Regions from separate parts of the Mus musculus genome. Here region 2 is linked to region 1. The links are chromatin contacts, called in public HiChIP or PLAC-seq maps. All regions are on one chromosome and are shown on one strand. The core of a region is the stretch at or near the end of the contact, and the rest is flanking DNA. Distances in the headings are between cores, read along the strand shown.

Evidence for each region. HiChIP or PLAC-seq counts read pairs in DNA pulled down with a chosen protein or histone mark.
Region 2: a contact with region 1 is called in an H3K27ac HiChIP or PLAC-seq map of bone marrow-derived dendritic cells, with 4 times the contacts expected there. The contact joins two enhancer-like sites. A contact is called at or near these places in 3 of 115 datasets of contacts at active chromatin or transcription factors (bone marrow-derived dendritic cells, bone marrow-derived macrophages and memory CD8 T cells).

What each region holds. Positions count from the first base shown.
Region 1 is chr11:83,043,411-83,050,193 of GRCm38.p6, reverse strand. No RefSeq gene overlaps it. Among named protein-coding and RNA genes, the nearest start is that of Slfn2, 18 kb to the left of the region's middle. Within about 2 kb of position 4,378, at least 38 of the 459 cell types and tissues checked have an H3K27ac peak or open chromatin away from gene starts, as enhancers often do. A contact at or near this core is called in bone marrow-derived dendritic cells and bone marrow-derived macrophages, where this site is marked.
Region 2 is chr11:83,531,062-83,537,844 of GRCm38.p6, reverse strand. It overlaps Gm32650 (a long non-coding RNA gene), which reads right to left. Exons shown (of 4, transcript XR_880077.3): 3 at 4,521-5,280. Among named protein-coding and RNA genes, the nearest start is that of Ccl5, 3.9 kb to the right of the region's middle. Within about 2 kb of position 3,009, at least 175 of the 459 cell types and tissues checked have an H3K27ac peak or open chromatin away from gene starts, as enhancers often do. A contact at or near this core is called in bone marrow-derived dendritic cells and bone marrow-derived macrophages, where this site is marked.

The DNA.
Region 1 (6,783 bases), core at 3,129-5,628:
GTGATGGGTGCTTTGAGCTTTAGTAAAGTTTCTTTTATGAATGTGGGTGCCCTTGCATTTGGAGCATAGATATTCAGAATTGAGAGTTCATCTTGGTAGATTTTTCCTTTTACCAGTATGAAGTGTCCTTCCTTATCTTTTTTTGATAACTTTTGGTTGAGAATTGATTTTATTCGACATGAGAATGGTTACTCCAGCTTGTTTCTTGGGACCATTTGTTGGAAAATTCCTTTCCAATCTTTTACTCTGAGATAGTGTCTGCCTTTGTCACTGAGATGTGTTTCTTGTATGCAGCAAAATGCTGGATCCTGTTTAGGTATCCAGTCTGTTAGTCTATGTCTTTTTAGGGGAATTGAGTCCATTGATGTTAAGAGATATTAAGGAAAAGTGATTGTTACTTCCTGTTATTTTTGTTGTTAGAGGTGGAATTACGTTTATGTGGCTATCTTCTTTTGGGTTTGTTGGAAGAAGATTACTTTCTTGCTTTTTCTAGAGTGTAGTTTCCCTCCTTGTGTTGGTGTTTTCCATTTATTATTCTTGTAGGGCTGAATTTGTGGAAAGATAATGTGTAAATTTGGTTTTGTCATGAAATATCTTGGTTTCTCCATCTATGGTAATTGAGAGTTTTGCTGGGTATAGTAGCCTGGGTTGGCATTTGTGTTCTCTTAGGATCTGTATGACATCTGCCCAGGATCTTCTAGTTTTCATAGTCTCTAGTGAGAAGTCTGATGTAATTCTGTTAAGTCTGCTTTTATATGTTACTTGACCTTTTTCCCTTACTGCTTTTAATATTCTCTTTGTTTAGTGCATTGGTGTTTTGATTATTATGTAACAGGAGGAATTTCCTTTCTGGTCCTGTCTATTTGGAGTTCTGTAGGCTTCTTGTATGTTCATGGGCATCTCTTTCTTTAGGTTAGGGAAGTTTTGTTCTATAATTTTATTGAAGATATTTCCTGGGCCTTTAAATTGGGAATCTTCACTCTTTTCTATACCAATTATCCTTAGGTTTCATTGTGTCCTGGATTTCCTGGATGTTTGGGGTTAAGAGCTTTTTGCTTTCTGCATTTTCTTTGACTGTTGTGTCAATGTTTTCTATAGTGTCCTCTGCCCCTGAGATTCTCTCTTCTATCTCTTGTATTCTGTTGGTGATGCTTGCATCTATGACTCCTAATCTCTTTCCTAGATTTTCTAACTCCAGGGTTGTCTCCCTTTGTGATTTCTTTATTGTTTCTATTTCCATTTTTAGATCTTGGATGGTTTTGTTCATTACCTTTGCCTGTTTGATTGTGTTTTCCTGTAATTCTTTAAGAGATTTTTGTGTCTCCTCTTTAAGGGATTCTAGCTGTTTACCTGAATTCTCCTGTATTTCTTTAAGGGAGTTATTTATACCCTTCTTAATGTCCTCTATCATCATCATGAGAAGAGATTTTAGATCCAAATCTTGCTTTTCCAGTGTGATGGTGTATCCAGGACTTGCCATGGTGGGAGAACTGGGTTCTGATGATGCCAAGTAACCTTGGTTTCTGTTGCTTATGTTCTTATGCTTGCCTTCTGCCATCTGATTATCTCCAGTGCTACCTGACCTCACTATATCTGACTGGAGCCTGTCCTTCCTGTGATCCTGGTAGTGTCAGAACTCCTCAGAGTTCAGCTGTCTCTGTGATCCTGAGATTCTAGGATCCTGTGATACTGAGATCCTGTGTGTGTCAGAGCTCCTGGGAGTCAAGCTGCCTCTGGGACCCTGAGATCCTGGTGTGACCAAGCTCCTGGAATCCTGGGATCCTGGGATACTGTGGACCTGGCCATGTTAGAGCACATGGGAGTGGAGCTTTTTCTGGGTGTTGTATGACTTGCTTAGGAGTTCGCACCCAAGGTCTGCTCAGGGCACTGGTCCAGACTGGAAGGAACCTGTGCCACTAGTCAGGTGGAGTTCCTGGATGCCTGGGTCCCACTGGTCCCAGTTACTCCTGGTTCATCCTTCTGAGCTCTTCAGATCATATCCACTCAGGTGGCAAATGATCTTGCTGGGGATGACTCAGAGGAGTATAGGAGCGTGAGAAGAAACCACAGGACTATGGTCAATGTAGGCAGAGCACCTGTCCTCACTCTTCAGCATTAATCTGCCTACTATAGGAGTGGCAGTGAGAATACTATACACCTTTGGAACATCAATGTCCTAAAGCTCTATAGCAGTAAAAGATGGCCTTGTGACTCAAATATTATACAGATACCTCAGGCTCAGAATTATCAAATTCTGAGATAATCTCAATGGATAAGATTTGTTTCCAGTCACCAAGAGCTGTACTAGCATTTAAGCACTTCCCAGTCTGAACCCAGATTCTGTCAGATTCTGCATCTTTATTGGTTAGTATCTGTCCTTTTTGGTCTCCTTGACAGTTTCTTTGGATGTTTCCTCACCCGGAGGCTGTGATAGGCAACACTTTGACTCCCTGACCTGTGAATGTTTCCTGATATGCAGCCTGAATAGTAGCTCAGCTTTTACTAATAGATTTCCAAGCTTTTCCAATGCTTAGCCACTGCCCATCATTCACCTGCTGGAGGAACTCCTGTCTCCACATATCCTGGAAGTGGATTTGATGCTTGTGAGGGCTGTCTGTAAGCACCCCGCTTACTTACCAGACCAAGGTCAGCTAGTATGGTCTCAAGGAAGTAAACCAGACCCATTGGAGGGGACACAATATGATGGAGGCTGTGACAATGTTATCGAGATCAATCAGGCTTTTTATCCCTTTATTAGAAACAGAATATAGTGCCAATTGCCAGTCAATACATTTGTTGTTGCCAGGATACAATGATGATTGCAAACATTATAGGCTACACAGACTGGCCTCTAAGACTAATTGTCCTGTCAAGTTTCCATGCCTCATTGACTACTAAAGGAACACAGCAGAGAAAAACAAAGTGACCTGGATGCTTTACTGCCTGAGGGAGTGCATCAGTCTCTCAGCAACAGGAAGGCAAGTTGTGCCCCAGGAGCCATGGACTCCAACCTGAAAAACCTATAACACATGCCTCTCACGTTCAGCTAGGCCAGACTGACACCATGGTTCCTTGTAATTCCCAGGTTTTGGTTTTTAATTTTAGGCTATGCAAGACAATCTTCAAACAGACATGGAATAACAAATCAATACTAAGGCTATAATGCGTCCCAGCAAAACCAACAAAAAAACTTCTCAGACACATCACTATGAAACAGAGTGTAGAAGACCAATTAGAAACAGAAAAATATCATAGTAAATATCTTGGCCATGTTTTCTGCAGCAATGGGAGAGGGTAATCCAACTGACTTTGAATGTTAAGTGGTTTACATTGCATTGTGCAAGGTCTGAACATACTCAAATTATCATATGACCATCTTAGCTTGGGGAATAATAAGATTAGCTATGGGGGCACCAACAAGACCTCAGAGTCACTGACATGAATAGGAATATTATTCTCTTCCCAGTTAACAAATGAAGCAAAAGAAGACCAGACATATAAGCACAGCTTATGTTATGTTATGTTATGTTATGTTATGTTATGTTATGTTATGTTATGCTATGTTATGTATGTTTCATCAGGAACAGATGCATTTAACAAAGACACATAGTAAGAAACAGCAACTCAGCAGGCACACCTAAGACTTCATCAATTCTTTCTCCCCAGTCACTAGTTTCCTCCTCAGAGTCATTGTTGATAGAGAGACCTTGTTCTTCATGGCTCCACAATCCTTTCGCCCCAGTCTCATCCTTTTCTTCAGGTATAGCCTTTGCAAACACCTTAGAAGCTCTTCATCTGACTTCCACTGGTCTAGTTAGTCTTTCAGTTGTCCACACCAACTTTTTAGCAGCCTGAGGGAAACACACAAAGATAGCCATAGCTTCAATGAATTGCTGTAACCCTGTGATTCAGTTGGCTAGGCATAGCATCTCTCCAATGAACCAGGACCCTGAATTTCTCTCTGGAGAGGTTAAAAATGTTCTACAGCAGAGAGGCCATCCTTACCCAAATGTAAAAAGTATATATAATAGAAGATAAAATATTGTGACAAGTAGCCATATTACCTTTCTCCCTCTCCTTTATTTTTAAATAAAGTTTAAGTTATCCTTTAGCTCTTTCCTAAAAGATGAATTCTGGGGGTTATATGGGATGCCTGGGATATAGGTTATGCCAAACTGTTGGCAAAATTGTTGAAAAGGCTTGGCAATGTATGCAGGAGCATCGCCTGCTTTTAACATTTTGCAGGGACCTAAAACAGCAAAAGCTCTGAGTAAAAACATAAAAATATTCTTCACTGCTTTTCCTGAAAGGGGAACGGCAAAAATGAACACTGAGTGAGTCAGCGTCTACAATGACACAAACATATTTCAGCCTCCCTAAGCTAGGGACATGAGTAACATTCATGTGCCAAATGTGATCTGACAATTTTTGGGAAGTTCCAGGGCAAGGGGTGGCCCTATTTCTAGGATGGCTTCCTTTTTTGTCATGAGACAAAGCCTGCTGTCCTGAGTTGGGGTGTTTTCTAATATATTGCCATATGTTGGGCTATTTGAGCCTTTTGTGGGTATACTCAGTATCCCATGGCTGCCAGAAAGTTTAAAGCATAAATGGAGTATCTCCGGAGTCTAACTCTTCAGGTCTACAAATAAAGAGATTATGTACTGAAATAAAGGGCTATTCTTTTGAACCAAGGACTCTCAATATATTTGGACTGCTGTTGTTGGGGGGTCAAGACCCAAAGACCACTCAGCATGATCAAAGTTTAAATTAGGCTTGGAGAGATACACTTCTCACAGAACAGCCTCAAATGCACATTTCAGGGAATTTTTTATTAGTTTATTTATTATGTATATAGTATTCTTCCTACCTGTCTACCTGCATTCCAGAATTGGGCCTCAGGCCCTAGTATAGATGGTTATGAGGCACAATGTGGTTGCTGGGAACTGAACTCAGGACCTCTGGAAGAGCAGCTATATTGGCTGGTTTTGTGTAGCAACTTGACACAAGCTGGAATTATCACAAAGAAAGAAGCCTCCCTTGAGGAAATGCCTCCATGAGATCCAGCTATAAGGCATTTTCTCAATTAGTGATCAAGGGTGGGAGAACCCCTTGTGGGTGGTGCCATCCCTGGGCTGGTAGTGCTGAGTTCTATAAGAAATCAGGCTGAGCAAGTCAGGGGAAGGGAGCCAGTAAGTAACATCCCTCCATCCAAGCCTCTGCATCAGCTCCTGCTTCTTGACCTGCTTGAGTTCCAGTCCTGACTTCCTTTGGTGATGAACAGCAGTATGGAAGTGTAAGCTGAATAAACCCTTTCCTCCCCAACTTGATTCTTGGTCATGATGTTTTGTGCAGGAATAGAAACCCTGACTAAGACAGCAGTCTATGCTCTTAAACTCTGAGCTATCTCTCCAGCCCTACAGGGAGATTTTTCCTTATTGGATATTTTCTTTATTTACATTTCAAATGTTATGCCTTTTTCTGGTTTCCCCTCAGAAAAAATACCCTCCTCCATCCCCTCCCCCTGCTCACCAACCCACCCACTCCTGCTTTCTGGCCCTGGCATTCCCCCACACTGGGGCATAGAGCCTTCATAAGATAAAGGGCCTCTCCTCCCACTGATGTCTGAGTAGGCCATCTCTGGTACATATGCAGCTGGAGCCATGAGTCCCACCATGTGTGCTCTTTGGTTGGTGGTTTAGTCCCTGGGAGCTCTGCGGGTACTGGCTAGTGAGAGGCTCTGCCACTGCCTCACAAATACAGAGGTGGATGCTCACAGCCATCCATTAGACTGAACATAGAATCCCCATTGAAGGAGCTAGAGAAAGGAGCCAAGGAGCTGAAGGGGTTTGCAGCCCCATAGGAGGAACTACTGGGAGATTTTAAAGACAACACAGAAAAACTACATCCTTGTTGCAGTTGCAGGGAAAAATAAAGCATAAAGCAAGCAAGCAGTCTAACAAGAGTCAAAAATATACAGTCAGCTTGGGCATTTCCACCTCGAGTTTCTAGAACATGGTGGGGGGCTTTCCCCCGACACAGGGCTTTCCATGGCAGGGGTAGAAAAGGTGTGGGTGGGGGCCGGGGTCAGTTTCAGTTTAAACCAAGATGGTTTCAGCTGAGTCAGAATAGAAGAACCTTTGTCCTGTTACACCATCACCAGTAGTCAGAGACTTGTTTGGGAGGCACTAGCTAAAGAGCAGCTCCCACAGAAATAATATATGATTCAAACATGAATCATGGCTTAGGATGGTGAAGCGCAAAAGAAGACATCCATGAAGTCAAGGACACTGAACCCCAGTTTCATTAGGTAAAAACCAAACTAGTGCCGGGCGTGGTGGAGCTCGCCTTTAATTCCAGCACTCGGGAGGCAGAGGCAGGTGGATTTCTTAATTGGAGGCCAGCCTGGTCTACAAAGTGAGTTCAGGAAAGCCAGTGCTATACAGAGAAACCCTGTCTCGAAGGAAAAAAAAAACCAAAAAACAAAAAACAAAAAAAATAAAAAAAAAAACAAAAAACAAAAGAAACCCAACAAAACAAAACAAAACAAAAACCTAGTAGAGGTACTTGGGACTGCTGAGTGTAGACGAATCTCTCCTTCATGACTTGCCCTTAGATCCTGAAGCAATCCATACTCCCTCCACAGCAGCTTATGATACTAGAAGTATCGAGATGTTCCATGGGGATGGTGGGGTGACACAAGATCATAACTGAGGAAAAAAATGATATAAAATGCTCAAGTCTCTGCCATGCCTTTGGTTTAAAAGGACACACACATGCCTGGTA
Region 2 (6,783 bases), core at 1,760-4,259, 490 kb before region 1:
CTGTGGATGAGTCCCTTATGAGGAGATCCTTAGAGCCTCCTCACTGGAGGCCTAGGGGTAGTGTTAACCCTAGGCAAGTTGTCCTGAGTTGTCTAAGAAAATCAAATCAAATGGAACCAGAAGAAGCCATTCAGAGAGCAGGCCGGTAAGTGGCATTCCTCCATGGTCTTGGTTTTGGTTTCTGCCTTAAATTCCCTTCATGGTGGATTGTAAGATGTAAGATGAAGGGGCTGGAGAGATGGCTCAGCGGGTAAGAGCACTGACTGCTCTTCCAAAGGTCATGAGTTCAAATCCCAGCAACCACATGGTGGCTCACAACCATCCTTAATAAGATCTGATCTGATGCCCTCTTCTGGTGTGTCTGAAGACAGCTACAGTGTACTTACATATAATAATAAAATAAATCTAAAAAAGAAAAAAAAAGAAAAAAAAAGATGTAAGATGAAATAAACTATCTCCTCCCCAACTCACTTCAGTTGTGGTGTCTATCACAGCAACAGAAAGCACGCTTACTGTATCTCAGTGCTTAGCTTGTTTTTTAGAACATGATGGATATTCAATGAAGGCATAGTGTTTGCCAGAGGAAACAGATGAAGAGACGGATGTGAGTGAATGGCTACAAGGTGGTGAGTGGGTGTGGCATTGGTTAGTTTATCTGTTTTAGTTTTCTGCACAGCACCCATGCTGTGGTCTCAGTGTCACCTTGTCACCCTGACACCCTTTCCTAGAATCATCCCTCCTCCCGGGACATTTGTTCTCAGTGGTCTTACATATCAGATGCCTTCTTATAGCAAGCAAATGGCCAAACTAATAGATCATACCCTAAGCTTGGGAATCCTTAGTGTTATAACAACAGAGTGTGTCCAGTTAAACGATGGCACTCTGACACCTGCCCCTGCGCTAAGCCAGCTTCTCCTGTGTTCTGACCTTTCTGTGAACCACTGCACACCACCCCCAACACATCATATACTGAGTCAACAAATGTGCTTTACCCATTTATGAACAGCACATGTTAACAGCAGGAGATGTAGAGATGGGTAGCTGAGGGATGGATAGGCGGTGGCTGGGAAGAGCTGAGTGACTGCGTGGAACAGTGGGTAAGTGAAGAAACACAGAATTGCCTAAGGAAGTGGTAGAGTGAGTTCTGGGCCCCTGAAAGATGAAAGGGAAAAAAGACCCTTTCAGCCTCACCCACAGGAGAAGTGCTGTGGGCTGAGTTTAGGGGAAGTGAGCTTCCTGTTCCAAATCCCTTCTATGGACTAAAAATCACCAAATAGTTTATCTTTGAAATGAGAAGGACGGGGCTTCAAGGCAGTGCTGTTATACCCCTACTTCCTTGTTGAAGAAACTGCGACTCACAAGAGGTTTGACAGAACCTCACAGCTAGGTTTAGCAGCCTACTGGATAGAATCTATGCCCACTACATCCGGGTCCCTTGCTCTCTTCACATCCAAAAGCTGACTTTATGAGGAATGATTAAAGTACAGAATTTCCAAACGCCAACCTAACAAAATTCCCCAGGGGGACTCCCTACCCACTCTGGCATTCCTAACACTACAGACCTAGGGAGGTTCTGAGGGTAGAAGGCTCTGGGGCTGAGGGGCTGAGGGGTGGGCAGTGGAGGAAGCGGAGGCAGCATAGAAAACAGGGGTTCGAAGACCTCCACCTCTGGAAGGAAGTAGTAAGGAGCCAAGGGACTTTGGGGCCAGATCAAAAGAGGGACGGAATGCAGAGACTTTTATCACTTCCTTTATATACCTGTCTGTCAAAATCGTCTAAAAGGGATATGCCAGGAAGGAAGAAGAGCAGTGGTTGGCAGAGTATTCAGGGCTAGTTTGACTCAAAACTGTTTTGTTTTTTTTCCCCCCTAGGTAGAATGATTTCTCAAGGGTCTAGGCTGACACTGAGGGCTGATGGGATATCACTGTCCAAGTTGTCACTTCTCACTCTGTGCCTTCAAAAGTGAATTCTTTATTGGGAAAGAGAGAACAGTAAGGAAGTAAACGCTGGAGCCTGGACATTTGGGGGGGGCAGGTTTCTAAGTTTCTACGTAGAGCCAGAAATAGGCCATTTTCTGATTGCCTCCACTTGATCATCCTGGGTATCCTAGAACTGGGTGTTCTCAGCCCAATTTCCATGAGAGAAACCGAGGAGTCGATTTAACCATCTGTCCAAAGGCACAGAGACCGCAAGTGCTGACTGATTTCAAATGCAAGTCTTCCTTGCCCCATCAGACTTCCTTCTGGGGGGGGGGGGAAGACTGCAGAACTGAGGGGTCATGCTCTGGCAATAAGCTTTCCTAGAGAATAAAGGATAAGGAATTTCATGAGGGATATGAAACAAGAAACAAACAAGCAAACAAAAAATAAATAAATAAAGACAAAAAGGAATCCTCAAACCAATATGAAGAAGAAAATAAAAATGCATTCCTCTCATAGAAGAGGGGGCCTAAAATTATCTGTCAACAAACACTGATCACGTGCTTCCCCCAGGCCTCACACTCGCACCACCTTGTGGGGGCTCCCCTGTGACCCAAGCACAGTTCCCATCACAAACACACCGCATGTGGTCTCCAGCTTCAGAGAGCAAGTGGGTGTGCCGAGCTGTCCTGTGTGGTGAAGGTGAGAAGAGCTAGTGGAGGCCCGGGTGCAAGCCTCTGGTCTGAATGTGGTTGGAGCTATTATGAGGGCAGGCAACTAGAGACATGGGTGATGACTGTGATGCTGTCACCTTGTCAGTAGGGCCCTCTGCAAGCAGATGGCTTGAGCCACCAGCTACTTGCTGTCCCAGAGGTAAGGAAGCAGAAGGTGATCCAATCAAGAAGCAGATTCCAGTTTGCATATGGAGAAAGTTAAAGCCGTGCAGGAAATGACTTTCCTTTTGGCTTCTGCTGGGAGCCCAGATGCCTAGAGACTATGGATTTTCCCTACTTCGGACACTATGATAGGAGTGGCCAGGAGAGAAACCTGACCCACACAGTCATGGGGAAACCCCACGACTGACTAAAGCACTGGAATCCATGTGAAATGGGGTTTCGGTTTCTTTGGCTGCAGCCGGCTTCATAACGTCACATTGACTGGGCTGAGAGCCAGCTCAGCTTGGGAAAAGAGTCAAAAAGAGAAAGAAAAGAAAACAAAGCCTAAGCCAGGACAGGACAGGGTAGCATGTGTCTGGAAGGATGTGAGCCTATCCGAGAGGTTTAGGTGAGCACGCAGCACAGGTGTTGGGATTAATGAGAGCTGGCGAGGACTCAGAAGCGCACCAAAGCTGCCAGGTTTGTGAACTCCCTATACAACAACGACAAGTGTACTGTCCAGCTCTCTGAAAACTAGTCAGAAGATTTCACAGCTTCATCATCTCTTCAATAGCTAGATTAACTCACTCAGAGTCTGTGCAGCTTCTCAATCTACAGAGGAAGTGACTTAGGACCAAAGGAAATCAGCAAGTTGCCTGAAGTCGCTAATCAGCAAGAGAGCAGAGTGGGGGAAAGGATGCTTCATGACTTCACGGATGCACTCGGTCTTAAGAAGCAAGGGGTAGATCTGCCATTGTGAGCGGCAGAGAGGTGAGGGCATGGAGAGATGGTGGTCAGAGGGTACACAAGGCTGCAATCAGGGTGAACAAACAAGTCTGCAGATCTAAAACATAGCATGGGGACTGCGATTAGTCACACCGTGCGGGCACCGGAAATTTGCTGAGAGATTTCAGGTGCTCATACCACATAAATATAAAGTAGAGGCTATGTGTAGAGACGCATGTGTTCATCTGTCTGTTGTAAATATGTCAGAGTTTTGCCATACACCATAAATATACACTGTTTTGTTTTAAAAATATAAATAGAAAATAAATAATAGATCCAGCTTTTCAACTCCAGGGAGCCCAGGTACCTAGTCAATATGACATAGGAAATGATTAACACTAACTCACTGTTGATTTCGTATCTATCCTATCTAAAACATAGGCTGAAAAGCAGGGAAGAATCCAAAAGACAAACAGGATAAGCTACTGAGAAACTGCACAGATTCTGAGCTGGTTAATCTGGCCACTGAGGATACGATGAAAGCGGTGACGTTTTTTTTACTAGTTTTTAGAGAACTGAGCAGACATGCTTGTCATGTGTGCTCAGGGCTGGAGAGATGGCTCAGTGGTTAGGAGCACTGGCTGCTCTTCCAGGGGGCCCAGGTTTGATTCCCAGCACCTACACTGGTCAGCTTACACCTGACTGTAACTCCATTTCTAGGAGATCCAACACCCTCTTCCAGACTCCAAGGGCACTGAACACACATGGGACACTTACTGACAAGCAGGAACACACACACACACACACACACAAATGAAAATAAGTAAATAAATTTGTAAAAGATACTATGCTCACAGAGTTAAGAGACAATGCTGTAATGTCAACACCACAGAGAATGAGGAAGTAAATTTAAGGTCAACTGGGTTTCAGTATGAGCAACAGAAAAGACAAAAGACAAGGCCAGTAAAAGGTGGTTCACAATTAAGGAGTATATATTTACTTGTGTGTAGTCTGTCTGCCTTCTGCTACTCCATCCCAGAGCCTTCACAAGAGTTGCTGGATTTCTGTAGAAACAATGAAGGGTGGTGGAAAGTGGTCACTCATTCAGTGAGGTCTACCACTGCAAGTCACGGCCATAAGCTATGTACTTCACCTCTCTAAGCTTGACCCAACCTCCTCAAAGGCTCAGACTCAGAATCCTCCTGCCTTAGCCTCCCAAGTGGGTGTGCTAGTATACATTTGTAAATGGACAAGGTGGATGTGGTAGTACACAATTGTAAATCCCAGTATTTAGGAGCACCGGCAAGAGGATTGCTGTGAGTATCGAGTCCAGCCTGGTCCATATAACAAGTTCAGTCTAGCCATGGCTACATAGAAAGAACCTGTCTGTCTCAAAAAGAAATCTGGAAAACAAAACCAAACATTGCTCTTTCCAATGTCTAGTTTTGTCTAGATTCTTATCTCTTACTCACAAACCAATTTCAGACCCTACCCCCTGACTAAATTATCACTAATTCTCAATTGGAGATGCATCCAATCCTTTGGCGTGAGTGAGCCCCCACCCCCACCCCGTCTCTAAGGAGTCCCTATCCTTTACTATCCAGTTATACTAAATAGACAGTGAACCAAAATGAGACACACTACAGTTGGCTTCCGGTCCCAGTGTTTTCATTCATCTGCAATGTGTTCTGAGCCAGTTACTCCTCTCTGAGCCTCACTTTCTCCCTCTGCAGCAGAGAAAGAGCACTCCACTGTTATGCCTGGGTAGAGAAAAAAATTAGTGAAAAAAAAAATAGGAAAACTTCCCCGATGCCCCCTAAACTTTCTGTCTTCCATAGCCTTTGTGCACAAGACTGTAGAGATGAGTTGGTGGATACATTTATCCACTAACGTCATGGTGATGTCATGGTCATGATGAAAACAAGAAGTACTCCTTAGAAGAATCATCCCAGCTCTTATTTTCTGAAGGAAAAGCCTCCAGTGTCCAGCTGAGATGCACTGTCCTAGTCATGGGGGGAGGGGGGACTCCCACCCCTTCAGAACTTATCCCCCCTCAGGAAATCCTCTCATACGTAACACTTGAGATCAGACTGTGCCCAATTCTATCTTGGTGTTGTGTAAAACAACAGTTTTACAAGTTGTGCCTTTCCCTGGGAGACTCCATTGCACAAGTAGTTTTAACTACATTCTGAATGCAAACACAGAGATGGGGTGACTCTGTACCTTGGTGGGCACTCTGTCTGGCACCAACCATAGGCACAGATGGTTAATAACTTTTGTCTAAATGTATAAAAGGATGACATCCCAAAAATGTATTTAAAAAAAATGAAAAACAAACAGGACAGACTTGGGACCATATGAGCACATCAGTATGTTTAAATCATCTAAAAACAAATAGGTCCAAGAACTTACTGAATGCATCAGCACTCTCACCTGGACCCCATAAAGAGAAGAGCTAACATCATGATGGTAACAGCCTCCACCAGCCTGTCATCTGGCCACATGGTGTGTGTGTCACAGGACTGACAGCCAGAGAATTGCAGACTGTCCCAGGAGTTGGAGCTTAGATCCATTCCCACTGTGGCACGCCTTCTGGAACTACCACCCGCTGGCCCATCCACTTGGACCTGCCATCCGTTTGCTTTCCCATTGTCTATCTTGACCCAGCCTCCCATTCCCCTCCACTGCATCCATGTTCTTTACATTTTGCTCCTATGCTGGGACTAGACTGTGACGTTCAGCTCTGACCTGTGGCCCTGAAGCTTGACTCTGGACTAGGCACCTCAACAAAGAATAAGGCGGAGACTGATTGAATGCTAAGCATCCTCCTGTGCCCACCATTCACACACTGATTGAATGTTAGGCATCCTCCTGTGCCCACCATTCACACACATGCGCACATACACATGCACACACATGCACACACACATGTACACACATGCACACACATGCACACACATATGTACACACACATGTACACACACACATGCACACACACATGCACACACACACACACACACACACACACACACACACACACTTTTTTTAAATCTTTATTTCCACAGAGATTCTTTGTAGCCCTATCAGATCCCTTGACTCCTAGACAAACAGACAGACAGACAGACAATAAATAGATATTACAGATAGATAATAGATGGACATAGAGGACACAACTCTTTTGTTCCCATCTTAGTTACTAATGTTAACTCTCAGATCACATGTCACACACTAAGTGTAAGTATGCCTATATCTACCTAGTTATC